Linked DNA regions of Columba livia: region 2 is linked to region 1. Evidence: chromatin contacts called from public Hi-C data. All regions are on one chromosome and are shown on one strand. Each heading gives the region's core, a stretch centred on a gene start, on an enhancer-like site or on the middle of the called end of the contact. The rest is flanking DNA. Distances are from core to core; before and after follow the strand shown.

What was found. Hi-C and Micro-C count contacts between places; a contact is called where the count stands out from the background.
Region 2: a contact with region 1 is called in a Hi-C map of crop, with 4 times the contacts expected there. The contact joins two enhancer-like sites. A contact is called at or near these places in 2 of 2 Hi-C or Micro-C datasets (crop and liver).

The regions. Positions count from the first base shown.
Region 1 is chr5:59,088,031-59,090,922 of bColLiv1.pat.W.v2, reverse strand. The region is part of intron 2 of PARVA (parvin alpha); the gene reads right to left. Among named protein-coding and RNA genes, the nearest start is that of PARVA, 13 kb to the right of the region's middle. Within about 2 kb of position 1,367, at least 1 of the 3 cell types and tissues checked has an H3K27ac peak away from gene starts, as active enhancers do.
Region 2 is chr5:59,352,311-59,355,202 of bColLiv1.pat.W.v2, reverse strand. The region is part of intron 9 of LOC110366091 (a long non-coding RNA gene); the gene reads left to right. Among named protein-coding and RNA genes, the nearest start is that of RASSF10, 30 kb to the left of the region's middle. Within about 2 kb of position 1,427, at least 1 of the 3 cell types and tissues checked has an H3K27ac peak away from gene starts, as active enhancers do.

The sequences.
Region 1 (2,892 bases), core at 118-2,617:
GTTAAACATGATTCATTTGTAACTGTTTCAAGTCAGTTAAACGTGAGCAAAATAATAAAGATGCAAATGAACTGGATGCTGATCATTTTTTCCAATCCATCACTGCAGTGAGTTCTTAGGAAGTATGCAAAACACGTAAGTCACTTTGAACACTTGTAGTATAATGAGGAACACTATCACTATTTTCCAGTTTATTGTATCTTCTTACCTACAACTCAGAATTAGAACTAAGAAGTGACAAGAATCCAAGACCACAAGCTGCTTTGCTGCAGGTTTATTTTGCAGTAAAACAGTAAAGTCTCTTCCTCTACAGTAATGAATTTGAGTGCACAGAATACGACCTTAAAATGTTTACAAGTGCTACAGTTCAGATTTGGCCTCTAGCCATAAAATTCAAATCCAGCTTTGAAACATCCCCAAACCTCAGACTCCTCTTTTTTGTTTTTTGGACTCATTACAAAATAGGCATCACATGCATCAAATAGATCTGAACATATTTCCAGAGGCTACTGGGGCAAATTCTGACCCAGGGGCAAATCTACTGTATTTATGTTCTTTTATTGTAAGAGGACCAATACCGAATGTGTTGAGGGTACCAGAGTACTGAGCCAATACATCTTTTCTTCTCAAAGCAAGGGTGATTTTCTTTATTCCAAGTGAGGAGGGCAGATGTGATCAGTTCTTCTAGAAAAATCCATACACGTCATTGAAACACATGAGACCTGACATTTCTGCTTAAACCTGAAAGCACAGGGCACAAAAAAACCTCACAAACCCAAAACCCTGAACTATATAGTTACAACAAAAACTGTTCTGGCCTTTTACCATTCTTCTTCTTCATGCACTCTGCCGACAAGTTAGGCATATCATCTTTTGAATCCAGTACTGCAATACATTATCCTGCATTTACTCTGAGCACTCTGACATTATCATTATCTTCTTTTGTGCCCGACAGCAACTGCAGCTCCTATAATGCCATTATTGTAATTAAGAACAATCTGAACCATTGACAGCATTGCCTCGTTTGCTCTAGAATCCCCTGTGCATTAGAGTTCTTCTAAACCAATATTTCACTATTAATAGTTTGCTGCTTTAGAACCGCCTACAGTTAAAAGAAAAATAAATTATTAGGCCTCAGCCTAACTCGATGGCTGAAGAAGAAACTTGTAAAGAAAAAATAAATGAAAGGCTGTACACCGGCAAACTGTTATCTTTTCTTTACACACATTGAAAATGGATTCACACCCTGCCAACCTATTCAGGCCGTTACCCAGGTGAGGAAGCTTATTTTGGCTTCCTTCAAAAGCACCACCTGTACAGATACAAAAGAAAACATCTCTCTCTTCTCCCACTAAATGTACCCAAAGTACTGCTCTGTCTAAACTCTCCCTTTCATTAATCCAGCTCACAGTTGGATAAGTAGGGCACAGCAATTCAGACATTCTTGCCTGGGAAATTCTGACCTTAATGTCTTTGCTGCACATGTGCTCTCTAGGCTGCCTGTACCCGCTCCATCTGTTTGCAAAGTATGACGCCTGCCCGTTTGCTGAGCCAGGAAGGTGGCCCACCACAGCCCTAGGACTGCTTAACACCCAGGTCTTTGACTGGCTGTAATTCCAGGGAAACAAGCAATTGTCAGCTAAAGAAGTGCAGGTACAACTGGCAGGACAGCACTGACACAACACTGTGCACGTCTTGGAAGCTGGGACCAGAAAGCCCATGGCCAGGCCATGAGAAGAAAATTACATTTTCCCTCTGTGGTAAATGCAGACTTGCACTATTAAGTCCTAACACAAAAGAAACCAGCAGTCATTACCTGCACACTATCTGAAAAGAGCTGTGTTGAAGTCTACCTATAGAACATCACTGGTAACAGGGAGCTTTATGTACTTTTACTCAACATGAACTCAGGAAAGCACTATATGAAAATGACCAAAGAAACATGACTAGTGGAAAAAGGTGGTATCTCCAAAGGATCATGCAGAAAAACATGTATTTAAAAAAAAAACAAAAACAAAACACAACTCTCTTTCTTCATTTGGTTTCTAGCACAGTTAACTGTACTTGAATTGTTTGCTTGTGCACAACTGCAGCCACTGAAGCCAAGAGGCCAGCACTAATTAGAGCACTTAAAAGTTGTCTTACTGCACACAAAGGCAGGCAAAAGAGGCCCAAGTACTTCAGTACAAATACCAAACATGTGGTGATGGTTTTTTCTTCTGTGAACACACATTCCACTACAAAATTATCCACTTTATACTAAAAAAAAATTCAGGAAATTATAACGTTTAGACTACACTTAGGATTTTTGACGCTTTCAAAGCTTTTGCAGTATGAGATTGTATTTTCATGTCTGGGAATTCCCGACTGGTGTGGAAATGCAGAGCTGCTCCTCACTCTACCACGCCCACTATCTGCTCACATCTTCTGAAGGGTAGCAGTGGCCGCTGACAATTGTTGCACCCCCTCTCCTACCACCCTGACTAAAGTCCCTTTTTCCAAGTGGAATTTTGTAGGTTTCACTAGGAATAAAGTTTAATCTCACACACCAGTGGGTCAGTGTCATAGATTGCTCTATCACTCCACAGGAAAAGAACAGAATCCACTTTATGCTAAGTAGAAATCGGAGAAGCCAAAAGGAATTAACCATGTCTACAAATACCAAGAATGGCTCAGAGAAATACATATTCCAGGTGTTTTCTTTTGCAAAAATAATTATCTAAGAAAAAAAGATAAGATATTGTCAACTATGGTACACTATGTGGTGCTTAACACAAAGATCAATAAGAAGTCAGGAAGAGAAGTACAAAGAGTGAAAAAAAAAAAGCAGTATTGCTAACTCATAACCAATGTGCTTTCTTTAATTTTGTGTTGAATACACATATATAATAG
Region 2 (2,892 bases), core at 178-2,677, 260 kb before region 1:
AAATTGTTGTTGTCACAACGTTGTTAATGAGATTTTTACTCTAGTGGGAGGCACTGAAAAGGTGTGTTTTCACCTAGCTTTAGTAAGTGCATCTACAGATGAAACACAGATGAGAGGAGATCTAAGTGAGAGAATGAGGTGTGGTTGCTTAAGCCAATTTACAATACTGATAGCTGGGAGCAGATAAAGAGATGACATGTTCAGGACTAGTCTTTGTATTATACCAGTTTGGATTTTGTTTTTCTACAGCAAACATGCAATTTATGCTACCAGGTAGTTTTTCCTTTTGTGGAAGACATGATGCAGCCTTTTCACTAGGTGGACTGTGTTTTGAACATTCAGAACAATTACTCAGGGCTTTTTCTGACTCTTAGCTAGCTCAAGGTTTCTATGTACAATAACAATCCAGCCCTCCAGCCTCCAGGAGTGCCTGTTGAAATAGCCAGGCGCAAATCCTGAAGAGAGTAAACAAATAAAAATTAGTTGTCTATATTGCATAAATATATGAGCCCCGAACTCTTCACACAGTCAAGTAAATGTGCTGTCTCCTTTTAAATGCTCTAGCTGTATTGGTTGCATTGACATACTATGAATATTGCTCTGGCTCTCAGCACTGAGAGTAGAGCTTGGAAGAGGCACTCGCCAATAAACTGGCTGCCGTCCAGTGAAGAAAGGGGGTTATTTGTGTCTGCCTGCATGGGGTTATTTGTCTCTCTTAATGTGCACTCTATTCAGTGCTGACAATTCCCACAGTTTTATGATATGGCTCAATATTTAGTGCTGGCCTAACAGCCAGACCTGGGGTGTTGTGTGAGATGTGTAGAGGTCCTATGAATATAAATATAAAAAGGGATGTTGTCCATTCTCTTAAGTACAACAGATAGGAAACACCAAACGGTAAAAGCAAAATTTTGCTTGAAATTGTTCTTTCTAAAAACTTCATTGTGTGATTTTTGAGTGCGTGACATGGTTTCTGGCTGGCTGAAGTTGACAATACTGCATTCATCTGTTTTCAGTGAAACCGTGGTGAAGTCAGAGTCTGCCTTGGCACTGCCTGCGGCTCTGAGCTCCATTACACACTGATGCATCACAGATTTAGCAGCACAATGTTACTTCACGGTGCTTTCTGCTCACTGGCTGGGCAAATAGCTTGCACTAACCCGATCATGTATTGGCTGCATCTTACACTCAACACAAATGATGCTACTGGATGTGGTGGCTTTTTTGGGGGCAGAAAAGCACTGGCACATGGAGATGCCTCCTGCCTGATGAAGCACAACCGTGCTTCTAGGGAGTCTGTTAACTGCCTCTCGTAGCGGTGTAATTTGTACCAGGTGCCAGGCAGATGAGAACTGAGGAAGATGGCCAGCAGGTATGGTGTCTTGTGCAATAAAGATACTGAGCACTTAAAAACAGGCCTTTCGCCACTCAGGGATGTTTTTACTCTCATGAGGGGAGGCAGAGAAGCTATTAACCTGACAGCAGATTCACGGGTTTAAGGCCTGAAGATGATACAGTGATAGTCTAATTTGATTTCCTGTATGTTATAAATTGTGGAATTTCCCTGGTTTAATCCCTGCTTCGTGCTCACCCTGTACGTCAGTGAGAACACATTTATTAGAGAAGTTTCTGAGTGCAATTTAGACATTCCCAGTGATGGCAGCTCCCTTGCAGACCTTGAGGAACGCTTCTACAGTGTGGAGCAGATGCGGGGCAAGCAAAGCAGCGCGCCGATCGGCCTCGCCAACGGGCAAGCGAGGAGCCAGGATCGGGAAAGAGCTGGGGAGGACCGGCTCCCCCCCCGGCAGGACCCCCGGCCTGTGTTTGCCGGGGTTTGGTGCACGCCCGCCCGCCCCCGAAACAGTGCGGGGAGCCGCCGGCAGCCGCTGCCGGGTCGGGTCCGCTGGGTGGCGCTGCGGGGCCGCGGAGGGGCGGGAGCTGCGCGGTGTGATCGCTCCGCTCCCCGATCCGCTCCCCGATCCGCTCCCCGATCCGCTCCCCGATCCGCTCCCCGATCCGCTCCCCGATCCGCTCCCCGATCCGCTCCCCGATCCGCTCCCCGATCCGCTCCCCGGCCGCGCTGAGCTGGGCAGCCGCGCTCAGCTCTCCGGTCACTGCGCTGGAGAGGGACCTACGGCGAAGGGGTTGTATCTGCTAAAGGGAACAAAAGTGAAGGGGCCAGATTCTGCTCTCCCTTATTCCAGGAAATTCAGAAATTACCTCTTTGTTTACCACCTTATCAGACGCTTTGGATGTGACATTTCTTCCAGTGGCGTAATTTTAAACTGAAAGTCTAACTGCTTTTCAGTCTGGATCCCTGGGGTAGTTTTCCACTATCTCTGATACTGGGAAGCATGAGACAAGCTAATAACTGTGAGGATAGGGAGCACAGATTTCCCAGGCTGCCTCCATTCATTCCCAGAAGGTTTTCCCTAGCATGGCTGTTTTCTAGGCCAAGTTTGAGGATTGAGGCTGTTTGCCTGGGATTTCGTTACAACAGAGTGTGTGAAACAGTAGTTTTGAGTGATCAGCCAGTCAGCCAGAGGTATTGGCCAAGCACTGCAAATGTGTGCACCAACACCAGAGGGTCTGATGCAGCCTTGGATTTATTGGGCAGTTGCTGCACAGATGGTCAGTGCTTGCAGAGTAGATATGATGCAGTCAGAACTAATCAGACTCACTGCACATGATCGTATTTCTGCACAGCAATACAACTCAGAGATCCACCGAGGACCACAGTGACAAATTAGTTTGAGGATCGTAGAGCCAGTGTAACTGAGCCTTCTGGTGATCTCTAGGCAGCCTGGGTATGGTGGAGATTTATACTCAGAGTGTTCTCAGCACTCATGGTTGTTGCTTCACCTCTTGTTCCTATGCCACATGGTAGCAGCA